Linked DNA regions of Mus musculus: regions 1 and 3 are each linked to region 2. The links are chromatin contacts, called in public Hi-C and HiChIP or PLAC-seq maps. All regions are on one chromosome and are shown on one strand. Each heading gives the region's core, a stretch centred on a gene start, on an enhancer-like site or on the middle of the called end of the contact. The rest is flanking DNA. Distances are from core to core; before and after follow the strand shown. Region 1 has its middle 49 kb from the start of Il1rl2. Region 2 overlaps Il18rap (interleukin 18 receptor accessory protein). Region 3 overlaps Il1r1 (interleukin 1 receptor, type I).

Region 1 (4,239 bases), core at 1,541-4,040, 170 kb after region 2:
AGGATCAAAGCCCATATGATGTTCCCACTTCCCTGTCCAGCCAGAGGATTTGGGCTATGGGGGTGGTGGCAGGGAGCAAGACAAACTGTGTGTTGAAGCCCCAAACACAGCTTCACCCTGCAGCTGGAAACAGCATACAAGAGGAAAGCGAGACAGTAACACGAGATGTATTCAACCCAGTGCCGTGTTCACTTGTGTATACTCTATTTCAAGCCCTGCTAAAGTCTGACCTAGAGAATGACCTAGAGATGCAGCCTCCTTTCCTGAGCTGCTTGAAGGCAGAGCTGTACACATCTCAGGGTGAGAGCAGGGAATTCTGCTTCCAAGTCTAAAACCTGCGACGGGGCACTGGTGGGCTCCGTTTCTCATGGTCCGCCCTTTCAGGAGTGGTTAGGCAACAGCAGTAAGTAGCAGCTGAGTGTCCAGTGAAGGGGAGAAACCCAGGACTCTGGAGCCCTTCCCAAATCAGGAATTTGCCATGGATAACCAGGGAGCTGTGGAGTTCTCTCATTAAGGCAACCAGCAGGGTCTCCAGATGCATTCTGGGTATGTGAGGCTCAGAGTGTGCACACTGTGTCCCAACCTTCAATGGCCCAGAAAAACTAACTACACTTGAGTTGAGAAGGCCCTGGCCATTGAGTCCCAACACCCAGCAGTATTCCGTGCCAGGACACAAAGCCAACTCTGTGTATTTGTTATGCCAAGAACAGAAAGGAACTCTCCACTTTCTTCATCTTTAAACACATCCTGCATCCACTCGCCAGAAGAGCACGCAATGGGAGAAAGTTTGTAAACGGGAAACAGGGCCAAGATCTGGGGAAAGGTCAGCTGTGACATGGGATCACTGCAGGGTTCCACACGTGAGTAGAAGAAGCTCAGGTTGAGCCCTCACATATAGGTCCCACTCTGGTCTCCCGGTGGCATCATTGGCTAATCAAGAGGTTTTATGTAAGTATCTTTTGTTTGTCTGTTGTTTGCTTTCTCAAGATAGGGTTTCATTACCTAACCACCCTTAGCTCCCATCCCAACCCCCCACCTCAGCCTCTCGAGCAGAGGGATCACAGGCTACACTATCACACTTGGCTTACATGTATAGATGTATAGATAGATAGATAGATAGATAGATAGATAGATAGATAGATAGATAGACAGATAGATAACTGATTGATACATAGATTGATCTATATCTATATAGGTACAGATATACATTATACTTAAAGATACAGATATCTGATATATATGATAATATATAGACAGACATATATCTGATATACATAGATATTTCTGATATTTATACACCTATAGATGTCTATATAGACATGTCTTTATGTCTATAGAGAGACATAGATATAGACATAAATATAGATTTTTTTAATTCCAGTTGATCTTTCAAGGAAAGCCCATACTTGCCTGGAGCCCCTATGGAGTGAACATCAATGTCATCTCAAGCCATTTTCATGGGCAGATCATAGTGAAGAGGTCACAAGAAAGTGGCTTTGTGACTGACTTAGTCACTCCAGAGTAAGAGGGGCTAAGACTTTCCTGTCAGGTCCCCTCTCTGAGTTGCTTACCTCTCTCAGCTACACCTCCATTTCGGCTTTGGACACACAGCAGTGTGTGTGTGTGTGTGTGTGTGTGTGTGTGTGTGTGTGTGTATGTGTGTATGCATGTGTGTGTACATGTGTGTGTGTGTGTGTGTGTGTGTACATGTGTGTGTGTATGTGTGTGGGGGTGTGCACGTGTGTGTGTGTGTGTGTTTGTGTGTGTGGCTTTGGACACACAGCAGTGTGCGTGTGTGTGTGTATGTGTGTGTGCGTGTGTGTGCGTGTGTGTGCGTGTGTGTGCGTGTGTGCGTGTGTGTGGAGCAAGACATCTTTGTGGAGTTGGTTCTCTCCTTCCATCCTACCTAGCTTCTGCATGCCAGTCACCATGCAGAAAAGCACCTTCACCCTCTGATGGAGTGGAAATTTCTGGTTTCTTTGGAGACTCACTTGTGTCATGTGATGCATGTCTGAAAACTGTCTTCTGAGAGGATCTTTGCTGAGGCAGACGACACTTGGAGGACACAGGGTGTTTGGAAAGAGTAAAAGTGGAACCCAGCAGACAGTTCGCATTGGTTCCCCTTGCAAGGCTTTCCTGGTCTACATGATCCTTGCTTGTGCTGACTTCCTGGAGAGAAAAGCACCAAAGAACTTGTCTCTGGTATTCCGGCTGCTTCTTGCCGCTTCTCTGATTGAGCTACTGCTACCAATTCATGTTTGGTATTTTGGACTGGACTGCTGAGATCCTGACAACAAAGATTGTATCGCCCCAAAGAACTACTTCTAAACATGTCTACACCCCGCCTTGTTCTATTAAACATCTCTCCCCTCCTTTGGTTGGTGGGCTAGAAGGGAGATCAAAGCATTTAAGAACCCTTATCAAAGTAGGTTTTGAAAAATCTAAGCCTACACTCTGATCTGTCTCACCACCCCCACTCCTTCATCTTTACCATCTTGTTACATTTTAAATGTTGAGATAACTATTGGTTAGCAAACAAAGTATTGGGTTTCATCCATTTTCATATATGTTTATCGTTATACTTCACTCATATTCACCATCTGAAACCCTCTTCTGTTCCTTCCCTCTGCCTGCTAGTCACCCCTAGAATGCTTCCTACTCTGATTTCATGTTGTATATGTTGTGTGTAAAAGAGAATTATAGATTACCCCATCTTCTTTTTCCTACTCCGTTCAGCACACACCCATGGCCCTTGGAGGCCTCCCTGACACTTTATGACTCACGTTCTTAAAACACAAATTCTGCACTTAAGAGAAAACATGTGCTGTGTGTCCCTTGGGTCTGAATTATTCTGCAAAGCATGAGAATCTGCAGTTCTATCCTTTCCCTGAAGATGACATGATTTCATTCTTCACAGCAGAACAAAGTTCCCTTAGTGTACGGAGCACATTTTTTTCCTCCTCTTCTGTTCACACACATTCAAGTTGCTTCTGTATCTTGGGTACTGTAAACAGTGCATCCACAGAGATGTATCAGTATGTCTCGAGTGTGCTAACAGAGATTTCCTGGTGTGTACACCCAGGAGTGAGACACCTGGGTCATGTGGTAGGCCTGCTTGGGCTTCATTGTTTTTGTTAGGGTGTTTTATTGGTTTGAGGGAGCCTTCCATGTTGGTTTCCATAATGGATGCAGGAGTTTGCATCCCCAGCCACCGGGCATGAGGGCGTCACTCTCACCACTGACTGAGGTGCAGGATTAAAATCATGTGCACCAGGTAGCAGAAAGGTTTGAAGAGCTGCCTCACATGCACAGTTGACTGACAGTAGCTTGGCTGTGAAGAATCCTCAGCTCTCTTCCACCAGCCTTCCCCTGGGATTCAGCATAGTTTTTGATGGGGTAGCTGATGGTCTCCCTATTTTAGGCAGATAAATACTCCTTATCCAAGAGGAATTCATCCTAGAGTCCCCAATGGAGACTAGAACTGAGAATAATAACAAACCATATATATTCATACATACATACATACATACATACATACATACATACACACATATCCATTTACTCTATGAATGTTCCTATGATGCAGCTTAACTTAAACTTTTGATGCAGTAAGAGATTAATAACAATACCTGACAATTATAAAGATATACTTCAGCCAGAGTCACATGACTGTGAGCTCTCCTGAGCTTGAACTTGGCTACACTGACCCATCTCGGGATGATGGGATGACATTTATAGGAAGAACCTTGTCTTAGTCAGGGTTTCTATTCCTGAACAAACATCATGACCAAGAAGCAAGTTGGGGAGGAAAGGGTTTATTCGGCTTACACTTCCATACTGCTGTTCATCACCAAAGGAAGTCAGGACTGGAACTCAAGCAGGTCAGGAAGCAGGAGCTGATACAGAGGACATGGAGAGATGTTCTTTACTGGCTTGCCTCCCCTGGCTTGCTCAGCCTGCTCTCTTATAGAACCCAAGACTGCCAGCCAAGAGATGGTTCCCCCTTGATCACTAATTGAGAAAATGCCTTACAGTTGTATCTCATGGAGGCATTTCCTCAACTGAAGCTCCTTTTTCTGTGATAACTCCAGCTGTGTCAAGTTGACACAAAACTAGCCAGTACAAACCTGAACTACCAGCACGACTATGCTGACACTTTGGAGGCATCACTAAGTGAAATAATAGTTACAAGAGCTCAAACCATTGAGCGTCTAACTGGTGGGTGACATATACAATGTG
Region 2 (4,029 bases), core at 386-2,885:
ATGACCCATCCTCAAGTGACATTCATCGCAGACCATACTGAGTTTCTATATACTTAGGTACCAGTCTAAAGGCAAACCAGGTCTAGCCTCAGTGAGCTCACATACTGTCCTCTGCCTGCTGCTGCGACAGTCCTGTTTTATGAATGAGGAGAGCGGTATATAAAGCTGCCACTTGCTGAATCACCCCAGATTGGTTAGCAAAGAGAATATTTCTAAGTCCCATAAATCCCACAAAAGTATCTTCTACAAGGTTCCTGGTAACTAGAATGAGCTAGAATTGTTTCTTCAGTCTTTCCTGGTGTAAAGCCAGAGCAAAAGGAGGAGAGGAAGGAGGAGGAGGAAGAAGAAGAGGAGGAGGAGGAGGAAGAGGAAGGAGGAGAAGATGAACAAGAAGAGGAGCAGGAAAATTAGAAGAAAAAAGAAGAAGAGTAAGAAAAGGGGGAGGAAAGACTAGGAGGAGGAGGAAGAAGAATTAGAAGAGGAAGAAGAAGAATAGAAAGAAGAAAAAGAAGAAGAGAAAGGTGAAGAGAAGGAGGGGGAGGAAGAAGGAGGATAAGAGGAGGAAGAAAAATTAAAAGAAAAAGAAGAGGGGGAAAAGAAGAGGAAGAAAAAGAGGAAGAGGAGGAGGAGGAAAAGAAGAAGAGGAAGGACCTAATCCTTCGAGATAAAACACTACCTATCAGGCATTAGCTACCTCTGACTTTTCTCATGGGCTCTGGCTGGCAGGAGGCATGTGAAATCACAACTAAGACAGTTCTAAGAAAAGAGAGCCAATAGATAGGGAATAACTAAGTAACAGTGTCTTGTCATTTAGACAGGGAGTGGCACACTGGGTGTTCTTACCCCCCAGAGTCTCATCTTTGTTCTTGTAGGTTCGACAGAGCAGGACAACTTCAATCCAGTACCAGTAGAGGAAAGCAGCTGCCACCAGAACGCCCACCAGCATCAAGGCCGTGCCGAGAAGGATGTATACAAACACCACTAAGGGAAACACAGAGATCTGAGCAAACACATCTAGACCAACACAGCCTATTATGTAATAGAAAGCCATGCTGCTATCTCTGTCATCTCAAGTCTGGATGGAATTTTCCACAATTAACTCTAGAGAGCCAGGTTGATGGGAAATTCCTGATGAGCTGACCTACGATGCTGAGTCATTTTACCTATTTTTGTTCCTACAAATGTCTATAGAGCTCATCTGTACCTTTCCTGTTGCCTGTTGTAAATTACATTTGCGGGTGCTCATCCCCATGGAAGTCTAAACATTCCTAGACTAGGAGTCACATCAGCACCTTGCACCCTCCATGACTCAACTTATAAATAAGGGATCTGCATAGGAAAGCTACCGTCATGGCACACTTACAGTGTCACACTATGGCCAGAGGACATTTACTCTGCTGGACTGTGTTCCAGTCATCGACTGAGCAAGTCCATGATTGGCCCAACCTCATCCCTGGACATCTTGCTAAGGATGGAACTGTTCCTCATGGGCATTTCTCAGAGTTCTTGTCATGGTCTCTGGAAGCCAGCAGGGGCAAATGGCAAAGAAAGTGATGTCTGCACACTGGGCTGTCCCAGTGGGTGGGGGTAGGTGGGGCTGGGGATTCTTGTAGGTACAAGAGGGATAAGTAGGTTAATTGAGTGCTTTAGGGAATGAGTAAGTGGGAAGGCTATATGAATGGGCAACAGCATGAACAGAAAGTCTGGGTGAGTTGAGTAATGGGTTCTTCTGCACACAAATTAGTTGTTACAAAGCTCAGGTCAAAGTCAGTTGTATGGTCATAGTCAAGGCCTTAAAGGAACTACCACGGCAAAGTGCTTTAGTGTCTGGAAAGCTTTCACAGCTAACACTGATGCTCTTTTTGGGAAAATGCCCCTTCCCCTTTCAAGAAGAACAGTTGTCAATCTCTGGGAACAAACTTCTAGGCTTACCCTCTTCCTTCTTCCTCAGCCGTATGGTCCGTGTTGTGTTCCCAATGGAGTTCTGGGCAAAGCAAACAAACTTTCTGCTGAGATCTCTCTGGGTAACTTCTCTCAAGAAGATGGTACGTTCAATGACTTCATTCTTGAAAGTGGATTGAATTCTAGAAAAGGAGGGGGAAATTCACACCCACTCAGGAAGATCAACTGCCATTCGTGAAGCTGTGCTCAGAAAGCTGACGAAGAGCCAGTAGGAATTTCTCGTAAGAAGACTGTAAAAGATCAGAGACAGACAGAGGAGGCTTGTTCTTCATCAATGGATGGAATCTGCTAAGGCTTTGCACTAAAGCACAAGTTACGTGTGGCCCTCCTCTGGACTTCACTGTAAGAGTCCCCCTTTGGGAATGAAGAATATTGATAATTTATGAACAGTCTCCCTCTGTAGACTGTTTCCTTCCCAAGCATGAAGCCCTAAATTTAATCCCCGGAGCACATGTAAAAAGCCAGGTGTGGTAGCGTGTACGTGTAATGCCAGCATTGGGAAAGCAGACAGAAGTGGATCCGTATGGCTCAGTGGCCAGACAGCCTAGTTCAGTCAGGAAGAAATTCTGCCCCCCACCCCCAACCCCAAACAAGATTAGTGAACTTTGAGGAATGAAAGATGAGATTTACCCCTAGCCTCCAAATGCAAGTACACATATGTCTACATACACCTACACACCTACACACCTACACACACACACACACACACACACACACACACACACACACATCATACCACACCACACCTAATTCCTCTTGAGGCTTGCTACCAGGTACTTGGCTGAGCACTGACTATGGACTCTTTAATCTCTTCCTTCCTCACAACACAAACTCTAAGGAGTCAGGATATGAACATCCTGACTTGGTAGTGTCAGGGGCAAAGTTCAGTGGAGGAAGAGTGGTGCTGGCCACAGTAGTGACATCATCATTACTGTGTGACTTTAGTATGTCCCACCTCCAGCCTGGCACCCAGATCTCTGACCCACCCAGAAAACTGACTTTCTGCATTTACTTAGTTCCCATTTTCTATGTCTGCATCATTCAGTGGTCACATTAAGGGACCATGTTCAGATGGGTCATGCCGCTGTGAGCCTACAATCAGTCCACAGAAGTTTTCTGCTTGCCACACATTCTGAGGTACATGTGGCTTCTACCTCATCTGTCCCTTATGGTGACCTTGAGAAATGAGGTTTTCTGTCATATACCTAGGAGATGGGGCCTCCCTCACAGAAGGCCAGAGTCACCTCGCCACTCCTGGAAAGCAGACTAAAATCCACAGGTGGGGTGGCTTGAGAATCTGGGCTCTGCCTCACTTCTCCTACGTAGAGTCTCATGCAGCATCCGTTTGAAATCCAATGTGTTCCTTGATGTTAGAACCTCTTGCTGAATGGCGTTTCCCTCAGTAAAATCTTTCCTTTACTGTTTATCTATACTTTTCAAAATATTACATTAGTCCAGTGAAATCCTTGAAAAACTAGAGAGAACATGCTGTGGATTCTTATCTGGAGGGGTTTCTAATACAGAAAATTGGTAGGACACATCTCCAATTGACATGTCTGACTGGCCATGATGGGTCCCAGATCCTTTGCTCTAGGATAGAGACTTACTTTTCTAGACATTGGAGGGCTTGGCTCTGAAGGTCTACAGTTTTCCTTTCAACTGGTCAAGTTCTCTCTCCTATAAACTCTGGGGAGTCTGTTAGTCACAGATAACAAATGAAGTCTAGTTATCATAAAATGTTTCAGCCTGCTAGTATTCCAAGACAGACATCTCTCCTCTAAGGCTCTATTCCAGGGTAGAGCCATGTCACCTATTCTCTTTTGCCAGAATCTATGCTATGGTGCCATTTCCTTAGCACCGAATAAAAGCAGAGTTGAAGATTTGGTGGGGCAGGAACCACCCTCTTTAGTTTGCTTTTAGAAAAAAAAAAAAAACCCTTTTGTGGGCTGAGGATTTGGCCTAGTAATAGAGTATGTGCTCAGCACAGTGGATGTCCCTTTTACCAAGACAAAATATGAAAGCTTGGGATATTGTTCAGTTGGTAGAGTGCTGGCCTAGAATGCATGA
Region 3 (4,063 bases), core at 1,330-3,829, 250 kb after region 2:
AACAGGTCTGTCCCTCTTGTTTTCATCTGCAAAAGGAAAACCCACAGAGTTCCTGAGCCTTTGTCCAGGCAGATCACAGGTGATACCATCACTGGGCCAACACTGAACTGGATCTGACTGGACAGTCCCTCAAGTACAGCAGGAGATAAAAAATGAGGAAGAGGAGGGGAGACCCCAGAAACTGAACACCTGAAGCAAGGTTGGACCATACACACCACAGAGGTGGACCATACAGGTATTCTCCAGCCAACACACACACATAGATATACCTGTACTCTCACATACATGTGTGTACATGTACACACAAAGATAAACATACACTCACAAGAGAAGAAAGAGAAATGAGTATGAATACACACAACTCTACTAAGAAAGTACAAACATTAATGAGAATTTACTCTGTACACAGCACCTATGTGCACAGGACCCTGGGGATTGGAGGGCTCTCTTCGTGCTGCAAAGTGGGAAAGGCAATAGCTATCACAGCCAGTGCTGGGTACAACGTGCTGAGTTACTATGGCACCAACACAGCAGCTACTGGTAAGTGACAGACAACTTGGCATAATTTATTTAAATAGTCAGAAAGCATTCAAGAAGCCTCTAAAAATTAATCTCCTGCTTCTTTCCAAGATTGGTGCTGTGAGTTGATTTGTGGCTGAGGAGAAAGAACGAGAAACAGACGAGATGCCCGGTAGTTCCCCCTCCATAGGCAGGCAAACAAAAGAATCTCAGGAGGGCACAAGATTGGACTCCATCTTTCCTACAGACAAGACAGGACATGCTCAATAGATGACCACTCAAAAGTTACATCTAGCCAGTGCTTGTAGGGTCAAAGCAAGTGTTAAGATTTTATTTAATAAAATTAGTCCATGAAAAAGAAGTGACTATAAAATACAGAAAACTCAACTATGTGTATGGTCCTCCTATCACAAGCTTGCCTGGGATAGTTGCAACTGTGTCCCAACATAATTGCTTGAAGTTGATCCTTAAAAAAAAAAAAAAAAGTCCAGCTGATAGATCAGCTTCTTATTACTGAAAACCACCATTTACAGAAAGGTTAAATACTCTGCCTGTGGTGGTTTGAATATGCTTGGGCCAGGGAGTGGCGCTATTAGAAGGTGTGGCCCTGTTGGAGTAGGTGTGGCCTTGTTGGAGTAGGTGTGTTGCTGTGGTTTGGGCTTTAAGATCCTCATCCTAACTACCTGGAAGGGAGTATTCTGCTACCAGCCTTCAGATGAAGATGTAGAACTCTCAGCTCTGCCTGCACCATGCCTGCCTAGATGCTGCCATCTTCCTGCCTTGATGATAATGGACTGAACCTCTGAACTTGTAAGCCAGCCCCAATTAAATGTTGTCCTTTATAAGAGCTGTCTTAGTCATGGTGTCTGCTCACAGCAGTAAAACCCTAAGACACTGCCCATTCACAGGTAACTTGTAAAAGTGCAATTTGGTTCACTTTTGTTGAGAAACAGTTTTTAATATGATATATGGATGTGATGGGGTGGAGAGCCGTGAAAACATTAAGACTGGTCCTCACATGCCTGCTAACTGCACATCTGTTTCATAGCAAGGCCTGCTTTGCATCAGGCATGTGACCACAAGATGAGCTTACCTCATACCTAATCTTTTCAAAGCCTTACATGCCACACCATCTTCTTATAGAAAAGGAGATTCACTTAAAGATTAAGTGATCAAGGAAACCAAACAGTGCATTCTGGGTAGATAACATCTCCTGGCTCCTGGGAATCTATTCCATTGCATGACTGCTCTGTTGTACTTTTGGGTTTGCCTGTTACAGTCCTGGGAGTGGGACCCAAAGTTCCACACATACTAGACAAATGTCCCACCACTGTACTATATCTCCAATGTCAGTGACTCCCATAGAGTCAGACTCCCCCAGAGCATGCTCTCACACAGTAATGTACCCACTAAAGAGAGTCCGGGAGCTCCTTGGAGGAACTACCTTCAGTGATATCGAAGATATTTAACAAGATTGATTGGAAAGTATAATTCATAATGCATTTGTCTAATTAGCATTGCACCAGGAGCAGTAATGAAAAATATCCATGTACTACTTACTAACAAAAAATGAAATTAAGACCATAAGACTTTGCATTGTGGTTTGAACATGAACATGAACATCCCCCCACAGGCTCATGAGTTTGAACACTTGGTCCCCAGCTGGTACTACTATCTGGAAAGGTTGTGGAACCTTTGGTAGATAAAGCAGAGCTGGAGACAGGATGTCACTGTGTGTGTGTGGGGGGGGGGGGGAGTGAGGTTTTAAGATTTTATAGTTGAACCCATTTCTGACTATCTATCTCTATCATCTATCAATCATTTGTCTAGCTCTATCTCTCTTTCTCTATTGCTGGCTCTATATATCTATCTACTCTCTGCTTCCTCTCCCCGTCCATACCTCTACCTCCATCCCCCTCCCCTCCCTCTCTCTGTCCCCCCTTCCCTCCCTCCCTTCCTCTCTCCTTCCTTCCCTCATCCTCCCCCCCTCTTTCCAGTGTGCCCATGAAACATTATCATCCTCCTTCCTGACTGCTGGGCCCTCCTCACTGCTACCATACTGAGAAGTTCCTTTTTCTTCCTTCTCTCCCCTCCCCTCCTCTCCCTCCCCTCTCTCTCCTTTCCTTCCCTCTTCTCCTCCTTTCCCTCCCATCTTCTCCTCTCACCTTCCCCTCCCCCCCCTCTCCCCACTTCTCTCTCTCCTTCCAGTGTGCCCATGAAATCCTATCACCCTTCTTCCCGACTGCCGAGCTATCCTCACACTCCAGCTTCCATGCCTCCCTCGCCATAACCAACTGCATTCTCTCTGGACACATGAGTCAAAACAAACTGTCTCTTCCCTATTTTACTTTGTGTGACCAATAGACCTTGTGAGTCATTGACCAGTTCCTAGACTTAGTTCCTTTTTAGACAACAGAGCAATGATATCAGAACGGTGGTCTCTAAGGCCAGTCCACATGCCAACACCAGGGGTCAGAGCTGTGACTCACCTATTGTGATAAATTGTATTACTCGTGTGACCGGATATTGCTTCCCCCGGAACGTATAGGACATACGGCATATATAGTCCCCTCTGTGCTCTTCAGCCACATTCCTCACCAACAGTTTATCTTTTACTCCGAAGAAGCTCACGTTGTCAAGAAGCAGAGGTTTACAGTTCTAAACAAGAATAAATAAAAAGAGGCATGGGACAGTTAGGAGCTCCCCTGTGCAGTGGAATGGTTTACAGTTCTAAACAAGAATAAATAAAAAGAGGCATGGGACAGTTAGGAGCTCCCCTGTGCAGTGGAATAGGAACACAAGTTTTTCACTTCTGTTTTTCACAAATTCATGACAGAGAAAGTAACTGAAAGCTCAGTTGTATACAGCATGTTTTATCTCTATTTGAGGTGAGGGGGCATGGAGGGGGGGATAATTACATTTCAAAATTTGAAGCCCAGAGGCGTATGCCACAAAGACGGGTGAAGACAAATTTATTTCACAGAAGATGTGATTGAAGCAATAATGCTGACATTTCTCAACACCACAGCCCCTTCCTGCACGGATACTATTCATTTCATATTCTTTCATCTCTAAAAGATGATGTTCGCATGTAAGTTCCACCAGACTAGGTAAGCTAAAGGTAATAAAATACGCTGTGTTCCACCTACTGATTAAGTGGCTACAGACGCTACCATGTTACGTATGAAGCATTTAGCTTTTCATTAGTCTTTTAGGATTTATTTTTATTTTATCTTTAATTATGAGTGTGTGTATGTGTGCGGTAGAGGTTTGTGCACACGAGGACAGTACCAATGGAGGCCAGAAGGGGGCGGCAGGTGGATCTGTAATTATAGGCAGTTGTGAGCCGCCTTTTCTGTGCATGCTGGAAAACAAATTCTAGTTCTGTGCAAGAGCCATGCATGCTATTAATCCCTGAGCCATCCCTGCAGCCCCAGAACATATGTTTTTAATGAAACACAAAACACTATCTCTGTTATAAAAAGTTCTCTCTTAAGGGGCTTAAATTTCTAATCTATTCTCTCAAAGGATGTTCTAGCACTTT

Evidence for each region. Hi-C and Micro-C count contacts between places; a contact is called where the count stands out from the background. HiChIP or PLAC-seq counts read pairs in DNA pulled down with a chosen protein or histone mark.
Region 1: a contact with region 2 is called in a Hi-C map of Th17 cells, with 6 times the contacts expected there. The contact joins two enhancer-like sites. A contact is called at or near these places in 1 of 39 promoter capture datasets (the 3T3-L1 cell line), 9 of 15 datasets of contacts at CTCF or cohesin (CD8 T cells, the G1E-ER4 cell line, the NIH/3T3 cell line and 5 more), 284 of 484 Hi-C or Micro-C datasets (the 3T3-L1 cell line, 3T3-L1-derived adipocytes, the 4T1 cell line and 147 more), 31 of 115 datasets of contacts at active chromatin or transcription factors (the 230-238 cell line, CD4 T cells, CD8 T cells and 22 more) and 5 of 9 other capture datasets (adipose tissue, embryonic stem cells, embryonic tail and 2 more).
Region 3: a contact with region 2 is called in a FOXA1 HiChIP or PLAC-seq map of pancreatic cancer cells. The contact joins two enhancer-like sites. A contact is called at or near these places in 6 of 484 Hi-C or Micro-C datasets (the BV-2 cell line, CD8 T cells, the G1E-ER4 cell line and 3 more) and 1 of 115 datasets of contacts at active chromatin or transcription factors (pancreatic cancer cells).

Annotation. Positions count from the first base shown.
Region 1 is chr1:40,371,737-40,375,975 of GRCm38.p6, reverse strand. No RefSeq gene overlaps it. Among named protein-coding and RNA genes, the nearest start is that of Il1rl2, 49 kb to the right of the region's middle. Within about 2 kb of position 2,790, at least 14 of the 459 cell types and tissues checked have an H3K27ac peak or open chromatin away from gene starts, as enhancers often do. A contact at or near this core is called in Th17 cells, where this site is marked.
Region 2 is chr1:40,539,942-40,543,970 of GRCm38.p6, reverse strand. It overlaps Il18rap (interleukin 18 receptor accessory protein), which reads right to left. Exons shown (of 13, transcript NM_010553.4): 10 at 1,933-2,084; 11 at 844-981. Among named protein-coding and RNA genes, the nearest start is that of Il18rap, 27 kb to the right of the region's middle. Within about 2 kb of position 1,635, at least 22 of the 459 cell types and tissues checked have an H3K27ac peak or open chromatin away from gene starts, as enhancers often do. A contact at or near this core is called in Th17 cells and pancreatic cancer cells, where this site is marked.
Region 3 is chr1:40,293,872-40,297,934 of GRCm38.p6, reverse strand. It overlaps Il1r1 (interleukin 1 receptor, type I), which reads right to left. Exons shown (of 11, transcript NM_001123382.1): 5 at 3,009-3,177; 6 at 1-26. Among named protein-coding and RNA genes, the nearest start is that of Il1rl2, 29 kb to the left of the region's middle. Within about 2 kb of position 2,579, at least 42 of the 459 cell types and tissues checked have an H3K27ac peak or open chromatin away from gene starts, as enhancers often do. A contact at or near this core is called in pancreatic cancer cells, where this site is marked.